Regions from separate parts of the Gossypium hirsutum genome. Here all the other regions are linked to region 5. Evidence: chromatin contacts called from public Hi-C data. All regions are on one chromosome and are shown on one strand. Each heading gives the region's core, a stretch centred on a gene start, on an enhancer-like site or on the middle of the called end of the contact. The rest is flanking DNA. Distances are from core to core; before and after follow the strand shown. Region 1 holds the start of LOC107952833 (activator of 90 kDa heat shock protein ATPase homolog). Region 2 holds the start of LOC107898302. Region 3 holds the start of LOC107899750 (homeobox-leucine zipper protein HOX11). Region 4 holds the start of LOC107952831 (origin of replication complex subunit 2). Region 5 holds the start of LOC107899401 (protein trichome birefringence).

Region 1 (4,057 bases), core at 1,156-3,655, 200 kb after region 5:
TTTGTTGTACCTACGCACACTCTGAATTACTTGGCCAAAGATGCTTCCTGCTCTTCACAGGGCCAACACTGTTGGCACAGAAACAAGTGCTTCATTTTGAACGATTAAACACATTAAATGCAGTACCACAGCCATATGTCAAGTAGCTAGATTATCATGCCTGCTCCGACGGCAGAAACAAAATCATGTCTCCACTTACATCCTCAAAGAAAAACAAACTACAGAATCAGTAGCTAAGTTAACCGTGGTCCAAGCACCAGATATGATGTAAACCAAAAAAAATACTTCAAAAGCAATGGGCAATCCAAAATCTACATTAACTAGATTGTTAATTTGCTTGAAAATAAATAATCACAAACTACGCAGAGAAAATTCTTTGTAAAAACATGGACAACATAGTGAAGCAACCCACAAACTTCACATTGCCCGTGAGCGATTGATCATTCTAAGACCTAATGCAAAAAAAAAAGCCTGTATGCTTCTAACAGAAGAAAGGGAACAATAAAATTTGAGCTTTGTTTTCAGTATCATCAAGATCAATACATTAAAGCAGCAGAGAATTAAACCATTCACTCTTAAGTAACATCATAACACTAACATATACTGAAAGTATATACATCCTCAAGGAGACACTATGCGCACTGACAGACTTATAGTGAAATTGCTGGCAAGGCAACATTTTCATCATTCTCATTATTATAAGTTTTAGGGGATAGATTAGATATCGGCAAACAAGACAACAATGACACTCAGTCCAAGTTTCAACTTTAAAACCATGAACCAGTAGACCAAGATCAGACTTGCAAAGTCTTATAAATTTTTCACAATAAGATAGCTGAAAGAAAGAAGTGTTCATAAAGTTCCAACAATTCAAAACCAAAAAAGAAAGACTATTCCTCGTTTCGGAATAAAATAAATCATATTCCAAAACCAAATACTGCTCGTATCTTATTGAAAATAAGGTCTCTCCAACCCCTCTCAGTGTTCTCCACCACAGTCGCATTCCCATATCTGCATGACAAATCAAAGCAAAAACAGAAGTAAAATCAATGACCCAATTCAGAAAGTACGAAATTAGCCATCTTGCGCAATAAAACAAATAAAAACCAACCTGTCCTCCTCGGGAACATCTAAATGCGTGAGTTTGATTATAGTAACCCCAGGCTCAGGCTCATTGAAAACAAGTCTTACCTGCAACAACAACCCATTAAAGATAAGCCATCATTCGACCACACTGTATTCCCAAAATCCTGGAGAACAGGCAAAAGTGGAATCCATTAAACTTACAGTAGAATCAATCCCGTCGGGCCAACTCCCAAATCTCCATCTCTGAGCAATCAACTTCCCTTCTTGCAACTCCAAGTTAATACCAGTAACCGATCCATCGAAAATAATAAATTGACCACCGACTTCTTTACTTATCCTAGCATTACTCTGAGTAAACCCTTTCCATCTATTCTCATCCATCAAAATCTCATACATATCCTTAGCTCTACAATTAAACTTCTCCGACATTGTAATCGTCTTAAACCCTTTCTTCCCTTCCTTCTCCACTTCCTTTTTGGGTTCCTTCTCCACCCCAACTTTCTCCTTAGAAACTGCAGCTGAGTTACTATTACTAGTAGTAGTATTAGTTTTGGGAGCCGATTTCTTGGCTTCCAATTCATCTTTAACGGGGCCACCTTTCGCCATAGCTTGAACAAAATCCCTCACTTTCTCCAAAACCAAAGGCTTCCCTTTGGCCAGCATCGCTTCCTTCAAGGCTTTACCAATGGGTCCTTCGTCTTTAACCGTCACCTTAACTTCCGGATCCTCGTCAGCATTTTCATCCGAAATGTACGGAATCTCGAGGTTACCTTCAGCTTTCAACAGCGTCTTCCCTTCCCCATCTTTGGCTTCGCCTTCCCAGGATACACTCAAACTGATTTCATATCCGGGAATGACTTTACCCTTGCGAATATTAACATAGGCTTCGCCGTCGACCTTTTCGACCTTCTTGGTCTTGATGCGGAGATTGCCTTGGCCGTCAAGGATGGTGAGATCCGAAAGCGATTTGGTGAAGAACATTTTCGACCAGGGGAGGCAATCGGTTTCAGCCCAGTGCCAGTTGTGGACGTTAGCACCGTCGGGTCTTTCCTCCACGATCCAGCGCTTGTCGCCTTCGCCGTACTTGGCCATTGATGAAAAAATCAAGACGAGGGTGTATTAGGGATTGAGAGAGATGTGAGCATAATAATGGAAGGGAGAGCTTAAAAGAAGCAACTGGGTGGGAGGGGCCGCTCTGGAGGGTTCGGGGCGGGGAGGTAGAAGAATCCAGAATGTGGGATAGATATATAAAATATTATATTTTAGGAAGGATCTAGAAGACTTCACTACTAGGAACTCTTCTGCTTTTAGGGTTTCTTTGTGCAAAGCTTATCGCAGTATAAATATTGTAATTTTAAAACTTCCCCAATAAAATAAAACATTGATTTACTTAGGTATGTTTGATTATGGATTTGTTAGCTTTTACCACCCAATGAAAAGTTGAAATTGTATATTATATCATCATTTTAAATAAAATTGGTTAAATTACATTAATATTATTAAATTGTTAGTAAATTTATATTTTGGTCATTAAACTTTAAAAAATTTCAGAATGATCACTAAATTATTTCAAAGTTTTCATTTAAGTTATTAAACTATTTAAAAAAAAGTTTGGCTAACAAGCTTCAAGCAATGTTTCGATGAACGATATGTGGATTAGTACCCATCGACAAGTATAATAACATATCTTAGATCCAAGTCGATCTAATAGTCATTGTCGGAGATTAGAAAAGAAGATTGTTTGGATTTTGGTTCGTAGATTTGTGGTGTTCAAAGTTGTTTCATGAGAAAAAAAAACTTAATCGTAGAAGGGAAGGGGAAGGAAAGCTTTCGATTGGTGCAGATGGGGCAAACAAAAAAGGCCATACGGTAGTAATTTTAACAACCCAATTACTTAAATGAGAACTTCTAAATAGTTCAGCCACCATTCTATAGATTTTTAAAGTTGAGTGACCAAAACGTAAATGTACTAATAGTTTAGTGACGGTGGGTATAGTTTATCCAATAATTTAATTGAGAGAAATAATTAAATTTGTTTTAATTGATTAAATAAATAATATTTTGAGAGCATAAAACTAGTATTGAGTTGGATAAATTATATAAGTTGTTTTAAAGACTATATAACAAATATATAGTTGTACCCAATACAAGAAAAACCTAATAAAGCCCACTTGTATTATGGTGGGTAGCATATTGGAATATTCATCATGTGTGTGCCACTCACCATGTGATGTCTAAATGGGAGTTCGTGTTTTTTTTATTAAAATTGTATTATTTTTGTCTCATCTTATTCGAATAGAACTTTTGTGGATTTTCCTTATAAAAATGGACTATGGGATAAGTAAACAACACACCACTCTAAATGTAGTCATTGTGTGATCGGTTCTTGAATTAGAGCCCACTCTTTAAGCAAACTGAGGGTGCGAGAATAGCGAAAAAGATCGTGTTTGTTGGAAGTCAAGAATCGATAAGTTCCGTTGAGTGAAAAACATATGTACTAATTTGGTAAAGTTCATTTCTATAAATAACACAAAATGGCTCAGGTTTTAGAAAAAAAATTAAAATTATGTTGTGTAAACAAGTTTTCCAAATTGATTTTTCCAACAATTTGTAATACCCATTACTTGGGATAACCCGACAACCCTAGCAACAAATGTCACATTTGGGCACTACAAACACTAAACTTGAACATCATCTAATTCCATTCATTTTAACCAAATTAAGCTCGTTTGGAGTGGTTCTAGTCATTTCTAACCTATCTTCAAAGTTTGGTTGCAAACGAAGTACATTTAAAGCCTTTCCGGAGCAAAACTAATCAAACTGAGTGGTTTGAAGTAGAGGTATTGGTACCTCTGTGCTAGGTATCAATACCTAGGCTAAAACATTGTAGATTTTATCATTCTAACTCTTAGGTACCAATACTTGTCACTAGGGTATTGCACCCTAAGTGTAAGGGAGCCTTATACTTGCC
Region 2 (4,365 bases), core at 981-3,480, 240 kb before region 5:
TCGCTATCTGAACTTAATTATTTGAATTATGCTCAATAGTCAATATACCATGTCATGAAAAAAATGCAATTTGAGTTCGGGTAAAACTTATATATATATGTATGTATTATATCGAAAGGAAAAAGGTTTATGAAACCTTATTTATTCAAAAATAAAACCGGGGGGGGGGGATAACATGTTTTTTGGTCTCAATATTTCAAGGAAGAGTAGTGGTAGAATACGATGCCGAGATGATGATGATCGATGATGATAAAGATGAACATAATAAATGGAGCATTCATGGTCTGAAAATCGCATTAAGAAAGAATTTGATTAACCAATAAAAGGTTAAATGATTGCAAGTCCATGCATGATGAAGGATGTTCATGAGGATCATCATTTTCTCACTACAAATGCAGAATTTTTAGGGTATAATTTGGTCCCTAACTTTTTCAGCATAAAACAGCATCCCAGGAAGATAAATGGGACATAGGAAATGATGACGATGATAATGAAATAACAAAGTATTGGAGGAAAACGCTTAATGATTATGTCTAGCAAGAAACATGCAAATATCCTTCCATGTTCAATCAAGGGGTTTGCAATTTGCATGCATATATGCCCAGGCTGAGCTGCCTCCGTCTTTTCTTTTGCTCTCATCATCTGCCTAAAATCATCAAATAAGCCCCATTATTTGTAAAACTAATCAAATTGCTCTCATCATCTCCAATCATGCATGCAAAATGATTGTATTAAACCATGGCAAACATTTTAATATAGATATAGATATATCGGCACTCACTATGCCGGTGAGAAAATATATTTTTTGCTTATTGAAATAATTGAAAAATATATATTTCATTAGTTTTTTTCTAACATGTGGGTCTAAAGTATTGGGTAATTTCTTTTGGAATTTTTCTTTTTAACTTTTTTAAAAATGTCATTCATATCTTTATTAGAGTTTAACTTTAACTAGAATGATCCTAAAAAAGTCAGATTTAGGCACCTAATACACACTACATCATTTTTTTAGATTGCATGAATAACAAAGTATATTAAGAAACATCAAATTCACTCTTATTATTATTTTTAACACTGAATTTAATCTATTTTTTTTATAAAATTCTAAAATCCTAGACCCCTTTAGACCTTATTCTACTTTAATACTTTCCTTAAAATTCTAAATTTTAACGCAGCTTACTATAAATCATAAATCTAGTTGAAGAAAGCATAAACCTTGTATTATTATTATTATTTTTAATTTTATTTAATTAGTCAAAACTAATTAGGGTTAAATATTATTAAGGATAATTAATTTAGTGTTAGAAAGTGTATCATATTAATTAGAATTCTTTAAAAAAATATTATTAAGGGGAATTGTTATCTCTAACTTCACTCATTAAAGATTATTTTCATTTAATAAGATGGGATTAATATTTTTTTTATGTGAAATATAAATATTTTATTAAAATAATATTTTAATTGATATCATGTTTATTTAGTAAATTATAATTAATGGGCTTACTTATATGAAATAGTTATAATTTTACTTAAAAAATTTAGGCAATATGTTTTTATAAAAGAACTAATTTAATAAAAATATATATATACTTCATAATTATGTTTGTTGTTGTTATAAGTGAAATTTGTTATAAAGGGTTAAAATAAAGGGAATAAGTTATATTAGGATCATCCTAGAAAGTATAGTTTTTAGGCACCAATAAATTAATAGTTTCATGTCATTAAATTTTAAAGATAACAAATTATTATACAGTTGTTTATATCTACTATCTTCTTCAATTTAATTTCACTTTAATTAATTTACTTAAAATAATTAATTTTTTAAAATTATAAACAATCATTTTTTCTTTTTCTTTCTTTTTTTTACAATTTTAATCATTTTTTTCCAAAAGTTAATATTTTTTATTTTTGTGCAATCAATTTTTTTTAAAAAAATTAATTTCTAGACAATGGATTGTTTTCCATTTAAAATTGTTTTATATTTCATGTTATACATTTTTTAAAAGTAAAAATTATATTGCATTGAATATTTAGTGATAAGAATTGTGTAGATTTTTTTTCTAAAAAAATACTAGACTGGGCCTTTAATAACATAAAAAAACCAAATACATAGTCCAAAATCAAACTAAAAAACAAAAAAGGCCAGGCCGAATAGAAATAAAACCGGCCAAACCCATAAAACTCAATTAAAATACCCTAAAAAACTACCAACCAATAAACCAGAAAAATTAAAAGAAACAAACAAAACCCAATCAGATATAGCTTGCAACCACCCAAAAAATAAATGCCCTTATCCCTTGCTTTTTGTAGGTTGCAATCTCCTAAGGCAGGTTTCCAAAATAACATTTTCATTTCTCCTGCCTGTTCCTTTCCCTAACCGAGTTTCACAGAGGTCAAAACTTCAATCTGGTGCCCTTGGTCTTCTCCGATCCAACGCTTCCTTGACGAACCCTGAAACATCTCTTTCATGGTAAATTTCCTCTCCCTTCTTCATACTTTCCGTTGAAATCATATGTTTGAGATGATTTGCTATTTTGGGAACATATTAAAAATCTATTATGAGAAAAAAACCTTTTGCACTACCGAATATCTCTAACGATTGCTCCAATCACTGGTTTGTCTGCTGTGTTTAACTTGGATTTCTTTATCGTTGTCATCGAGTCACCCTCAACTGTCACCGATTCGAACCCAACTGAGCCCCCAATAATATGCCTTTAAAACATGCAAGGGCCTCCATAGCGAACTCCGTCAAAAAAGACTCATGAAAAGTTGTTTTCAAGGTCAATATCTCCCCTGAGGCATTTCTAACCACCACCCCTGATGCTGATTTAGCATTACTACCGTCAAAGGCTGCGTCAAAATTTATCTTCACAATGGCTCCAAGCTAGGGAATCCAATTTACATGGACTTAATGCTTGGTATGTTCCTTTTCCTTCATCTCGCCCAACCCCTTCATATAATCCAATACCCAATCTGCAATTTCCTTCCCCAACGATTTTTTCTCCTTATGCACTAATTTGTTTCTGTTTATCCAGATTGCCCACACTCCACAACAAAACAGTCTACGTTGTTCACTGGCATTATTACTAAAAACTCAGGTTAGCCACTCCCAACTATTCCGTACTAAATTTGAAGAAACCCATAACAGGTCAAAATTAACCTAGGTCTCAGTTGATGTAGGGCACTCCCTAAGAATGTGGTCAGTGCTCTTTGCAACTCCATGACAGTTAGGACATAGCTCTTCAACAGGAATTTGTCTCAGCCTTAGATTAACGAAAGTGGAAACAAAATTCCAAGAAAATTTCCACATTGTAATTTTAATCTTGGAGGGAAGATGTAGTGCCAATAACTTTTTATAAAAATCTATAATATTGGTCTCTATTTGAGCATTATTAGGAAAGAAAGTACCTTTTTGTTATAGTTTATAGCCACTTCTGACTGAGAACTCCCCCAAGGGCTTACCACTCCAAACCCTCAAGTTTTCGTGGGCTTTCTTAGATAAGGGAAAATGCAAGATTTTCGTCGCCATTTCCTCTAGGAAGGTATCAACTACAATACTTTCCCTCCATTCTCCATTATGTGTATCAATTAAGTCCGAAACTAAAAGAATCCCATCACCTCTAACATTGCTATATGAATTATTCGTGATAGACCCCGGTATCCATGCATCGTCTCAAATCAAAATCTTCTCTCCTATACCAACCCGCCAATTAAGTTAACTTTGCAAAAGACCCCTCGTTGCCCAAATACTCTTTCAGGTATAAGAAGGTAGATTTCTCAAACTTGCACTTAAAAAGTCAGAATTTGAAAAATATTTAGCTTTTAGAACCCGCGATAATAAAAAATTCAGATAATTTAAAATGCGCCATCCTTGCTTTGCTAACAATGTAATATTAAAACTAGACAAACTCCGAAAATTATACCCCATCTTCCTTTAAATCACACAAATGGCTCTACCCACACCAATGAATACCTTTTCTTTCATGCCCTTTTTCCACTAAAACTTAGCCATAATGCCCTCCAAATCACCACAAAAAAGATTTTGAAAGTAAAAAACACCCCATAAAATATGTGGGAATAGCTTGCAAAACAGTCTTTATAAAGACCTCCTTACCCTCTTGGATAAAAATCGCACATTCCAACTTTTGATTCTCTTTTTGAATCAATTATTTAGATTCTGGAAAGAGGCCTTTTTATTTCTTCCGATCATGTTGGGCAGCCTAATATACCTTTCAGGATTATTAGAAACTCACACCACTAATAAGCTAGAAACGAGACGTCTACCACCTTCTAAAGTGTTCAAACTAAATAATATGGTAAATTTATCATAGTAAACACGTTGACCCGAACATCTTTAATATTCCA
Region 3 (4,514 bases), core at 1,698-4,197, 160 kb before region 5:
AAGTAAAAATATGTTTTCTACCCTAGTCTTTACAACCTCTAAATTAATTGAGTTTAAGTGGTATTTATAGGCATAAAAATAATTCAATTACAAATTTTCCACATTAAATTTAAATATGGCAACTTTGACCCAAAATTTATTCATGTCTCCTTTTTGGAATTCAACTCTGTCAGCCCAACGTCACAACCTCCATGCCTAATGTCACGATATCCTCAATAGAAAAGGTTTTAGGTTGCGACATTGATAAGTGGATGTTGTGACCTTTCTTGACTTGGCTCGATTCTTTCATTCCAGGGCTGTGGTTGATGTCGCAACATTCATAGCATCAATGTCGCTACCTTGACTTCAAATGACTCAATTTTGCAACATCAAAGGTTGATCATTACAACTTTGAATGGCAGGCTCCTTGTCTGATGAGAAGCAAGCAATTTCGCATCATTCAAAGGTAAAGTTGTGAGCTTGGGGTTAGAACACTTCAAGTTGCAACATCAGTTTCCTAAGGTTGTAACATTGTTGCTTCTTACTCATTTACTTGTTCATTCTCCCCCACTAAGCTCTTGAAACATCTTAAGCTACCATTAAGTTTATCAAGACATGTAATTGATAATTTATTCAGAAAATTGTAAAACAAACTCAAATTTGCAAATTACAATACAATTTTTCCTAAGTACTGAAAGGCAATAAAAGACACAACTAATTGCTAGATAACAAACTCTTCAAGTGTGAAAAGGGCTCTATTAGTCCTATCGAAATACGACATATCAAACGTATTGTGAACATGATAAGTTTAAGTTTTTAAGATTTGCATGGAGCCTTCTTGGAAATGAGAGCTCAAAAATCTGAGTCATTAAGTATTTTTATTAAGACATGACTAACTGGAAATTGATTAATATATTGGTTTAAATAAAAAATTTTATTCAATTTTTAGGAAAATAGTTTAGAATCAGTTGAATCAGATTTATATATATTTTTTAATTTTTTTATAAAATTTTAATATTTATTTAATTAAAATCGATTGAATTCATTTTTTTAAGAATTTTTTGACGAAGGATTTATGTGAGATGGGTTTAGGTTTTGGGCTCTATATAGTGGTTTTGGGTGGGGTATTAAACAGGGTTGGTTCAATTTTAATATTGTGTTGGTTGGGGTTGTGGGGTTTAAGGAACAAAGTTAAAAAAAATAGTTTTCCCATGCTTAAGTCACCATAGGTGGTAACAATTCGGGGCTTAGTTTTTTTGTGTCCCGCCTAAATCGTCACCAACTATATTGATTTGAGGTATGAGAAAACGAAAAATTCTTTTTACTATTCAATTCATATAATTTTGAGAAATAAAATTGGTTATATATATATTTAAAAAAGTATTAATATTATTTTAGTAAATACCTCTCAAGAGTAATGTTATTAAACCTTGATAAAATTCAAACTTAAAAATCAAAATTATCTAGTTCACAACTTCAGATATTAAAGAGAAATTTAAAAAAAAAAACTAAGTATCAAAGCTACTAGCTATAAGTTTAAAGACAAAGAAGTATATTAATCTCATATTGATCATCATATAAATTGATATAATAATACTTATTTTTATTGAGAATAACAAATAAACGCACATAATTTTTAAGATAATCAATTTTTATATGGTTTTGTGTGGGTAACTTTATTTATCCCACGGTTATTTGATGTGCCCAAACCACATAATTCAGTCATATCATATCACTCACTTTCTGTCTCTTTCTCCAACTTATCATTAAAGCCTGCATGACTTCAATAATTGCAAAGATCCCAAACGCATGACATATCTGACCTACTCTCCATCTCTATTTTAATTACCCTCTTCTCTTCAAAATCCCCCTTCCATCTTCAAATTTTCCAACTACATCTTAAATTTTAAATAATATGAAGTATAACTATGTTAAATTTAATTGAGTATATAATAAATACAATATATAAATGGTTTAATTTTTTGGAATAATAAAAAATATAATTTTTAAGGACTTTATATATACAAGTAAATTCACAAATAATATATGTTCCATAAAATAATTAGTATTCATTCAATATAAAACTTAGATTAAAAAAATCGAAATTTAAAATCAGTATTATTTAAAAGAAAACTCATATATGGCACCTCAACCTTTAGTAACAAGGTCTTGCGACTTTCCTTTATTTATTATTATTACTATTATCATTTATAATAATACTTTCTTTGAAATAGTAAAAGATGTCTCCTTGTCTGCTTGGAATGAACATAATAAAAAGCTGTTTTTGGTCAAAATCTCATATAATCTCTAATCTGACCATATTTTTTCTTTCCAGGGTTTTTTCTCTGTTTCCACATCAGCCTTAGCTCAAAAGCAGGGCTTTCTGGATCGCTTTAACCAATTAGTTAATGCCACATAGGAAGAAACTGGTAAAGCTGAACTGTTTTGGTTGGTGAGTCAACATTCCCAGAGGCTTACACACTTCATTTCAATTTTTATCATTGGAATAATTGTCGAATTCACTACTGGGAAACGGCAATGCAAATCCTGGATTAATTGTCTATCATTTGAAAACAAACAAAATAAAAAAAAAGTAAGAGAAGAAGCAAACAAACAGTGCTAATGCTGTATAATTATTTTGGGTAAAACAACACAATTTAATCATTATTCTCCTCATATCGTCCTCATGATGATTCATAAGTGTACATTATAGAAAGAAATTTTAGTTAGAAAGGAGGTTAAAAACAAATAGATTGGGTCAAGGGTTAGAATAATATAAGATCTGATGATCCCTGCCGTTGGATGAAAAATCCTTTTCTCATGTTGAGATGACGATAATGATGATTTTCTAGCCCTAATTGTTTGGTGAGAGCACAATAAATACAGAAGCATTGTGAAGTTATCTCTGCATTAATTAATTCTTCCCATCAAAGTATTTAATGACACTTTCTTGATTTAAAACAAGAAAAAGAGAAGAGAAGACTCGTCGTTGTCTGTATCCCATAAACCTAAAACAGAAGATTTGCTTAAACATCAGTTGATTCGTTTATAATATAATCAAAGACCTTTGAATTCACAAAACTTAACTCTCTCTCTTTCTCCTCCTCCTCTCTCTCTGTCTGTGTGTCTCGTGTTTGAAACAGTGTATATTTATATAGATTCACGTGTGTTTTTCAACCTGGATTTGTCGGTCAATCTTTACTCCCAATAAAAAAGGTGTTTCATAGACGAGGGGGGGGGTTGAGTTGTGTGTTTCCATTAAATAAGATCGGATAGGGTTTCTTTTTAACTCTCTTTCCAGGATATATCTTTCTTCATCAAATCAAAGGAGCCCCCCCCCCCCCAAAAAAAAGAAAAAAAAAGTCAAGATCTTCAAAGACTTCTTCTTTGCAGTAGTTATTGGTTTCCGCTGGGGTTTCTCTTTGCAAGAAAAAGGGTTAATGGAGTTAGCCTTGAGCTTGGGTGATCCTTCAAAGCCATTTTCGTTTCTTGACAAAACTGCAAAGTTATCAAGCAAGGATCTAGGGTTTTGCATGGGGCTTGGGAATGGGTTCAAATCACAAGAGAATGGGGACGATGCTTTTGAAGGTAAAAATAGTACGGATGGAGATGAGAAAAGGGTTTCTTCAGATCCACCTCTTCAGCTTGATCTTCTTCCTTTCTCCCCAGTTCCTCGTCCCCAGTCTTCTTCTCAGCTTCGCCTTCCTTGGCTCACAGATAACCGTGAGTATTTCTAGCAGAATTGATATTTGATGGGGGGTATTTAGATCTGGGTATCTTAGGATATTCTTCTTTTTTTTTATAGTTCTTTAATCATCTTGAAGAAAAATTACCAACATTTTTTTTTTTGCATTGTTGTTATTGGTGATAGAAACGGATCCATGGGAGGGACTCGGAAGAGGTTTAGACGTGAACCGTCTACCGTTGGTGGCGGTGGCGGATGAAGCTGAGGAAAAGGCGGCTGTGTCGTCTCCTAACAGCGCTGTGTCGATGGATTTTGGGATTAGAAAGGGAAGCAGAAGAGGCAAGAAAGAGGTGGAGGTGGAAGCAGTTGAAACAGAAAGAACTAGCACAAGAGCCAGTGATGATGATGACAACGGTTCAACTCGGAAGAAACTCAGGCTTTCTAAGGAACAGTCTGCCTTTCTTGAAGAAAGTTTCAAAGAACACAGCACACTCAATCCTGTAAGTCCAAACATAGAATCCAAATTTCCTTTGCTTGCCTCTTGGGTTTTGCTTTAAATTATTTATTTATTTTAAATATTTGATTCAGAAGCAAAAACTTGCACTGGCTAAGCAATTAAATCTTCGTCCTCGCCAAATTGAAGTCTGGTTTCAGAATAGAAGAGCAAGGTACTTTTAAATTTTTTTAATAAAATAAATAATATTCGTACGTTTTCTTGGTATGAGAATTTATATTTTATAGTGATATTTTGAAACAGGACAAAATTGAAGCAAACAGAGGTAGATTGTGAGTATTTAAAGCGATGTTGCGAGACACTGGCAGAAGAAAATAAAAGATTACAGAAGGAACT
Region 4 (4,050 bases), core at 780-3,279, 170 kb after region 5:
CTATATATTTATTTGAATTTATGTACGAACCAAATTCATGTTCTCATTATGCGTACAACAACCTTGTACATATAATGTATTCGATATTTGATTACCCACTTAAATTAATTCTATAATTAATTTAATTCAAGCGACAACCAAACACAATACCAACTATGTTTTATTCCATTCATTTCAACTATAGGGTGTGACCATTACAGCAAAACAGGTTTTTAGCGGCATTTTTACCGTCGTTTGGACAAAAAACGCCGCTAAAAATCAAGCATTAGTGGCGCTTTATGGAAAACGCCGCTAAAGATCGAGCATTTACGGCACTTTTCGGAACACGCCACTGCAAATGAGCATTAACGGCATTTTTTCAAAAAACGCCCAAAAGACCTAAGCCCAACGACGTCGTTTTCTTACCTTTCGGGGCTTTAGCGGCATTTTTGAAAAAGTACCACTAATGCTCGGTACTTTAGGGGCATTTTTGGAAAAGCGCCGCTAATGCTCGGTACTTTAGCAACGTTTTTGAAGAAGCGCCGCTAATGCTCGATGCTTTAGCGGTATTTTCGAAGAAGCGCCGCGAATGCTCGGTGCTTTAGCGGCTTTTTTGAAAAAGCGTCGGTAATGCTCAGTGCTTTAGCGACGTTTTTGAAGAAGTGCTGGTAATTCTCGGGGCTTTATCGGCGTTTTTAAAAAAGCTCCGCAAAAAACATTTTATCTGTCTATTTATTATTTAATTGGTTTATTTATATTATTTAAAATTCAATTTATTTTTAATTAAATATTGAAAATCTTCAGAAAAAAATAAAGACACATAGAAATAATTTGAAATAAAAACATAGAAAAATATTTGTTAGAAATGGAAAAATTAAAATATTATTATTTAAAATAATTTTAATTTTTTTGGGTACATTATTGATTGTTTTTTAATTTATATATTAAATAATTTCTTATATAATCGTAAAAGAGATTGTATTAATTTTAAAATATTGAATTAATTATCATTATAGTTTAAGGTTTAAGGTTTAGGAGTTACTATCTTAAGGTTTATGGATCATGGGTTTAGGGATTATGGTTTATGGTTTAAGGGTTGGGATTTAAGGTTTAAGAGTTAGGAGTTTCTGATTTATGGTTTAGGGGATAGGGGATAAGGGTTTAAAGGTTAGATTAATTAGTGTTATTTAATTTATATATTAAATAATTTCTTACATAATCGTAAAAGAGATAGTATTAATTTTAAAATATTAAATTAATTGTCATTATAGTTTAGGGTTTAAGGTTTAGGAGTTACTATCTTAAGGTTTATGGATTATGGGTTTAGGGATTATGGTTTATGGTTTAAGGGTTGGGGTTTAAAGTTTAAGGGTTAGGGGTACTTAAGGGTTAGGGGCTTATGATTTAGGGTTTAGGGATAGGGGTTAAGGGTTTAGGGTTTAAATTAATTAGTGTTTTTTAATTTATATATTAAATAATTTCTTATATAATTGTAAAAGAGATAATATTAATTTTATTATATAAACATTATGATTATAGTTTAAATTATTTAAGAGATAATAGATAAACTTTATATATATTAAATGGTTTAGGATTTAAGGTTTACTTGAGATTTGTTAAATGATGAAATTTTATACAATCAATTAATGCTTTTATATTTAAAAATATTTGATCTAAACCATTTGATATATTTAAATATTAGATTATAAAAGAAAACATTGATAAATAAATAAAAAAAGTAACAGATTGATATGGATAAGTAAATATCTATTTTGGATAGGACCAAATTATAACAAATAAAAATAAAATAAAATAACTAAAAATTATAATTTTATCTAATTATTTTAAATATTACTTAAAATTAAAAAAATATTTATTTAAAATTTATATGAAAGATACAATAATTTAATATAAAAATTGTAAAAATGTAGAACATCATAAATGCCGTAAAAAGTAAAAAATAGCAGCGTTTTTGTTGAAAACGCCACAAAGAAAGAGCAATAAGCCACTAGTATTTTTGCAAAACGGCGTCGTTTTTCCCCTTCTTTTTCCCTCAATCGATTCCCCCAATCCCCAGAAATCCTTTGTCTTTTTTCCCCATTTTATTTTTCCCAAAGCATTTCTCCCCTACCCCGATTCCCTTAATTTTCCCCCCTAATTTCCCCAAATCGGTAACCCTCTGCATCTCCTCAAAGGGTTGTAGCAGAAGGAGGTCTCGAACTAGCAGGTCAAGTGGTACAGATTCATGGAGACCTTACGGATGATAACTACCAGACATTGGACCAGGTTGTTTGTGTTTTATTCTATTTTTGTTCTAAGATCTATTAAATCTAACTTAATTTTGACGCATTCTGTTGTGCAAGTAGATCATTCTTCTCTTATGTAGAAGCCATTCATTAGCATATTTCAAGGCTGCCAGATTCATTCCAGATAAAGTTTTCATGAAGCAAATTCTTAGATCTACCCGTAAATAGAGTATATATGTCCACATTTTGTTCATGGTTCACAACTTGCTTAGTATTTCAGTTTGTGAGACAATCTTTGTTACTCCCGTAGAAAAGTTTGGGTGTTTAATGATTTTACAGATGCTATGTATAATGAAGATTTATAGCCTTCTTGACGGGGTGCACATGTTTATACCTTCGCTTTCACTGTTCTAATCTTGGAGACAGAATGCATTTTTCTCGTTTTTTCTCTCTTGATTTTTGCTTTTATTAGCTACTGAAGTGAACCTTCTTTTGGAATCTGTGGTTGTCTTAGGTACTGGTCCTTTTGAAATTTAGTACAGTGCTTTATTTTGTTACAGCTGAGGTTGTGGCAGGATCAACAGCATGGTTGGGTCGAGGTCATTCTTGTGTATGTGCTCAGAGCAAAGAGAGTGTTGCTCGTCCATCATTTGATTTAACTCCTTCCCAAGTAATGTCTATGATCGGGTTCATCTGTTCATCTCGACGTTGTCAACTATGATGGTCATTTGCCCATTTCATCTGTAATATGTGAATTCCTATCTGCAAAGAAATAGAAATCTGATGATAGGATATCTCATAAAGTTGTCCTGCTACTTTGTATACCATTGATTACTTTAACTAATGAGATTCTCCTGTTGCTTAATGCTATCTTCTGAACCTCATGTTGCTATACTCTATAGACGTCATTTTGTGACCTTACATAGTGGCCACTTTTCTTGCAACATGATTACTCGTATAGCACTCCAATCATGTATAATGTCATTTTATTTTCATTTTCATTTTCGATTATCTTTGCAAATATTTTTTGTTTGAACGAATAATCTTCAGAAAATGGATTTTAACGCGGTGGAGGAAGAGGAATTTGGATTCTCAAGAAACTATTTCTTAGCAAAAGAAGTGGGCAGTTCTGGGAAGAAATCTGCTCGTAAACTCAGTGATATCAACGTCGTTGATGAACAGGTATTTTGCCTCATTGAATCCCCATCTCGAAAAAAGCTTTTTTTTTATTCTTTTAAATTTTGTTGTTTTAAAATTGCAGAAACTTAGAGAAGCTTCAGCTAATATTGAACAAAAGCATCAAAACGACGTTGCAGGTTTAATAAATAGTTGCAAAAGTTTATACCCAAAATGGGTTTTTGATCTCAGGTAATTTAAAACTCTTATTTACTTAATGGTGTAATTTTGAATTTCATTGGAAACTTTAATTTGTTAGAATTTGATCCTCTTAATTTGCAAAAATTGGAAATTTGATCCTGTTTTTGGTGCATACATGCACTTGAACGGTTGGTTTTTGCTAATTTGTTTTGATCTTCAATAGTTTAAAACTCTTATTTACTTAATGGTGTAAGTCTGAGTTTCATTGGAAACTTTAATTTGTTAGACTTCCATCCTCTTATTTTATAAAAATTGAAAATTTAGTCTGGTTTTTGGTGAATATATGAACTTGAATTGTTAATTTGTGCTAATTTGTTGCATTTAAAATGTTATAAAAATTGACAAGTTGGTCCTGTTTTTGGTAAATACATTATACATGAACTTGAACTGTTAATTTTTGCTAATTTTTTGCATGTAAATTGTTGAAATGATGATTTTTTATATGTAA
Region 5 (4,492 bases), core at 1,299-3,798:
AGCACTGATTCTAACACCAACATCTTTGGTGGATATGGTTTAAGATATGTTTCGTTCTTGATCGGCTTAGTTTCGCTATCACATGCTCCTCCAGAATTCCACTGTCCGCCACTGGACAAAGATTCAAACACCCGTAAATAATTTAGAAATAATATACTATGGTTGAACTAACATGAAATTCAAAATGAAGACCATGAAAGGCCTCCATAATTCTCAGCAAGTACAAAAATTATGCAGCAAATATAGCAACCGATTGTCCTACCCCTTTGTTCTGTTCCAAAACTGGACCAAAACAACATAAAAAAATCTCACTTTACCTGAAATGCGATGCGGAATAACCCCTAAAGAACACCATAGTCTTCATAGGATTTACACTAGCATCAACCCATCTAGCCCAGGTTGTCAAAGCTTTCCGAAAGGCCTCGAGAACATTCAATTCATTATAAACATGGCTACCTTCCTGGTAATAATCTTTCCTGTAGTTTGCCATTGTTTAATATGAAAAATAATGGTTAAACTCCATAGATCACCCATAACAGCCTTATCAGGTAAACAGTTACATGGAAATATAATCAACCAACCCTTTGGAAGTTTTCTCATGAGTCCACCAATGACCTGTATTGAAGATAAGGATATCTGCCGATTTATATTGATCTGATGATTTTCCAACAAGATCAAGCCGCAATGTCTCCTTCTTTGCTCCAGTTTTGTCTGGCATTTCCCATTCTCGGACCAAGAACGGAGATACGAAGAACTCTATAGTGAAATTATAATCCTGTTCATCATCATCCAAGCCAACCCCAAAAAGGGAAACAAAATAAGTTTCATTAAATTTCAAGTACATTACCTAATGTACCAAAGATAAGCAATGAAAAACCTACTTTGAATATGAAAGAATACGAAGCTTCCCCTCGAAAATAATGTCTTCCATGTGCTTCATAAACATTTTCGGGGTTTTTTGCAGCATTTCTCAGAATGCAAACTAGAGATTCCCACATATTCCTATTTAAAGAATCCCCGACAAAAACAAGCCTCTTACCCCTCAATAACTCCAACATGTGACCACCATTCAATCTTCAAGGGGAAAAAAAAAGGATCAGTTTCATGTAATTAATCTTATTTTAATAATAAAAGAAAACACAATTCAACAGTTTATATTGCAATCTGTAAATGAAAATGCAATCAACAGTTTAGATTACTAACAGAATCAAATAAAATCCCTAGATGACTAATTCAAAGATCAAACATGACCAAATTCCATTAAAGAAAAACCAACTCAATATCAAACCGATCAAACACGCTCAAAAGTATTACTTGGACGATAAGACACTAAAAACAACATTAAAAGAATCAAATACCTTGGTAAAGTGCAGCCTTTAGGCTTCCATTTCAGTTTCTGATAATCTCTATCAGGCCTTCCATTGGCAACGCAACTAAACTGCTCATCAATGAACGAACAGGACCCAGGTTTATAAAGTGGATATGAATCATCCTTCAACCATTTTCCATCGAATAAATCGCAGTTCATCAAAGAGTCGATTAAATTATCAATTTCCTGTTTAGCTGTCAACCCTGAATCACTTCCATTGCTTGGTTTGTTTGTTAGGGAAGCTGAGTAGTTCGACACCACACCCTTTTGCCCTACGATTTTCTCTCCCTTCCCAGAACTTAACTTGTTGGAAGATTCAGATTTAGCTGGAGAATTGGTGCTCCGATTAGCTGCCTCCAGGGTTTTCTCTGTGACCGTTGTTGTCTGATTAGATTTCAGAACTTGAGCTTTATCAGAATTCTCTTTCTTTCCAGTCTGGTTATTTGTACTTGGAGGATTTTGATTCAAGTTAGGAGGAGGAGAAACTGTGGTCTGATTTGCATGCAAAACTGAACTTTTGGTGTTGTTTAAACCACTGTAGGGAGACCTAAAAGTTGTATTTTCGGAGCTGGGGCGTTGTTTATTTATGTTGAAAGATTGGGTTTTGTTGGTTTTTTTGGCAGAAAGTAGGTCCTCACTTGGATTGTTGGCTACTTGAGTTGCAGTGTTATTAGATCTGGTGTTGCTATTAGAAGAAGACGGAGATGAAAATGGAGAAGGAGAAGTGATGTTAAGAGTTCGTGAAGAAGAGGTGTTGGGAAAGAAGTAATCGAAGAGGGAAAATGATTGAGATCTGTAAGAGCCAGCAGATGAAGTAGCTGGAGAGGAAGTTGATGAAAAGATGTTGGTGACCCAAGGAGAAGAAGAGTTAGAAGAAGGGCTAAAAGCTAAGAAAACAGTAAAACCGACGAAGGCAAACATGAAGAAAGCCACTGTTCTCCTTGTTTTGATGATTGAAAACAGAGTCTTAAACTCTGCCGTGACTGCAGTCGTAGTTCCTCCATTGATAGGCGTGTACTTTGCTATATCCGCCATGGAAGAGACCAAACTTGATCTCTTTTGAGTTTCTATCTCGCAAAACTCAGATATAGAATAAAAAACAGATGAGATGGGAAAGTGAAAGAGAAAAATTAGTGTTTGGGGAGAGAGAGTGGAGAAGTGGGACGACTCTTAAATATGAATACGACTCTACACAAACAGATACTAAATTTTAAGTTGATTTTTCAGTTCAATAGTGAATAAAATGAAATACTAGATCAATCTAATTACAAAATTAGGACAGGTTAGTATTAATCCATTTTCGATTCTGAGTAAATTTTTAATTTGTCGGCCATTATTTTGGTAGAATTTTTTATTTTTAATAAATAAAAAAATTCCATAATCAAGTAATCATATATATATATATATAATAAGGTATACAAGTTGATTTTGTGACAAATGACGCATTTTCCATTTTTTTTTAGACTTTTTTAGATAATCTATTTAATTTTTCATTATCCATTTAATTTCTTTACTTTCAGAAATTATTGTATATATTTCTTCTCAAATTAGCCTTCCAAAATATTTTAAATATAAAATTATATTATTTTTATTTAGCTAAATCTATAAATAAAGTACTATAAATAACGTGATAAATATATAAAATAAAAATTGGACAAATGAAATATATTTACTACAAAGCAAATATAATTTGAAATAAAAATATATTTGTAATAAATATATTATTTTCAAATTACAATACTTAAATAAAGTTTGGATTAGTAATAAAAATTGGATGTCTAGATTAAAAGTATTTTAATTATTTATAATTATGCATTGTACGGGTATTAAATCAAACTACTAAAAATTTTAATATTAAACCTAAATTATCTAAATTTATACAAAAAATTATAAAATAATTTAATATGATTGAGTTTAATTAATAATTTATTAATATCATAAAAATATAAATTTTAAATTATTAATAATATAATATTGATGTTTAATATTTATTAATAATTTGGTTTAAATATAATATAATTAACATATTTAATATATTATTGTTTATAATATTGCACGTGCATTAAATATAATATATTAATAATTTTGATGTTTAATTAATAATTATTTTAATTATAAACAATAATTAGATATTTAAATTATTTAAAATATACTAACATTTTAATATTTTTATTTTATTGTACAATCATAAATAATTTATTTAAAATTAACATATTTAATAATTTTTCTAAAAAATATATAAATAAACTATAAATGATTTAAATAATCTAAGTTATTAATATATTCTTAATAAATTTATCTAAATAATTATCTAAACAATAAATTATCTAAGTAATTTTAAATAAATTATCATAAGTAAACTATGATTTTCTTAAAAATTAAAAATAAATTAAATAAATTATATACAGAAATATATTAAAAAGTATCTAAATAATAAATTAAGCTAATATAGATAATAAAGAGATTTCTTTTCAAATTTTAAACCTAAAGGTGGAGCAATTTTCAAATTTTAAACAAGAAGAAAGAAGAGTTATGGATGATTTAAAACTCTAAAAAATTTCTATAAAAAGGAACCTATGAGAAAATAAAAGGATACAGATAAATTTTTAGAAGAATATCGGAACCCCAAAAGAATTTCAAATAAATTAAATACCAATAAAATTTACACCTCAATGTGAAAACCTAAACCCTAAATCCACTATTTTTTTCTTGATAGTGTATGGCGAAGGCGATCAGTGTCGAGTAATGGCAGAGGTTCATCTTCAAGAAAATAAAGAAAGATCAATCTAAGGGTCTGTTTGATAGGGGAAAATATTTTCCGGAATTGATTTTCCACATTTTCCGGTGTTTGTTTGCTGGAAAATATTTTCCTCATGTAAAACCAATTACAAACACGGGAAAAAGAAGCTTTTATTTTTGGAAAATGTCTTACCGCTTCTAATTCGGCAAGACATTTTCAGGAAAATTTTCCTTTCCCTTCCCCTTCCCCTTCCCCTTCCCCTATCCTTGACACCTGATCTTCTGCTTGCCATCAGCCAACACCGATTCTTAACACCAGACACCGGCGTTCATCAAGTCTAGGAATTCTGCCCTGAAATAGGAACCCCGGAAGAGCTTTCTAAG

What was found. A called contact is a pair of places that touch in the nucleus more often than the background predicts.
Region 1: a contact with region 5 is called in a Hi-C map of leaf, with 2.1 times the contacts expected there. The contact joins the promoter of LOC107952833 here to the promoter of LOC107899401 in region 5. A contact is called at or near these places in 4 of 34 Hi-C or Micro-C datasets (hypocotyl and leaf).
Region 2: a contact with region 5 is called in a Hi-C map of leaf, with 2.9 times the contacts expected there. The contact joins the promoter of LOC107898302 here to the promoter of LOC107899401 in region 5. A contact is called at or near these places in 9 of 34 Hi-C or Micro-C datasets (callus, hypocotyl, leaf and 1 more).
Region 3: a contact with region 5 is called in a Hi-C map of leaf, with 4 times the contacts expected there. The contact joins the promoter of LOC107899750 here to the promoter of LOC107899401 in region 5. A contact is called at or near these places in 6 of 34 Hi-C or Micro-C datasets (callus, hypocotyl, leaf and 1 more).
Region 4: a Hi-C map of leaf shows a contact between it and region 5, with 2.9 times the contacts expected there. The contact joins the promoter of LOC107952831 here to the promoter of LOC107899401 in region 5. A contact is called at or near these places in 7 of 34 Hi-C or Micro-C datasets (callus, cotyledon, hypocotyl and 1 more).

What each region holds. Positions count from the first base shown.
Region 1 is chrD04:23,507,541-23,511,597 of Gossypium_hirsutum_v2.1, reverse strand. LOC107952833 (activator of 90 kDa heat shock protein ATPase homolog) reads right to left here and starts at 2,405. Exons shown (of 3, transcript XM_016888029.2): 1 at 1,288-2,405; 2 at 1,112-1,191; 3 at 694-1,011. The coding sequence starts at 2,178. The coding sequence ends at 918.
Region 2 is chrD04:23,950,118-23,954,482 of Gossypium_hirsutum_v2.1, reverse strand. LOC107898302 reads left to right here and starts at 2,230. Exons shown (of 4, transcript XM_041091276.1): 1 at 2,230-2,918; 2 at 3,036-3,098.
Region 3 is chrD04:23,871,302-23,875,815 of Gossypium_hirsutum_v2.1, reverse strand. LOC107899750 (homeobox-leucine zipper protein HOX11) reads left to right here and starts at 2,947. Exons shown (of 4, transcript XM_016825537.2): 1 at 2,947-3,702; 2 at 3,851-4,164; 3 at 4,253-4,332; 4 at 4,422-4,514. The coding sequence starts at 3,420.
Region 4 is chrD04:23,539,722-23,543,771 of Gossypium_hirsutum_v2.1, reverse strand. LOC107952831 (origin of replication complex subunit 2) reads left to right here and starts at 2,029. Exons shown (of 7, transcript XR_001698939.2): 1 at 2,029-2,265; 2 at 2,786-3,407; 3 at 3,487-3,593.
Region 5 is chrD04:23,706,978-23,711,469 of Gossypium_hirsutum_v2.1, reverse strand. It overlaps LOC107899401 (protein trichome birefringence), which reads right to left and starts at 2,548. Exons shown (of 5, transcript XM_016825103.2): 1 at 1,359-2,548; 2 at 882-1,074; 3 at 582-775; 4 at 318-476; 5 at 1-111. The coding sequence starts at 2,404. LOC107898423 (a long non-coding RNA gene) reads left to right here and starts at 3,997. Exons shown (of 4, transcript XR_001684396.2): 1 at 3,997-4,492.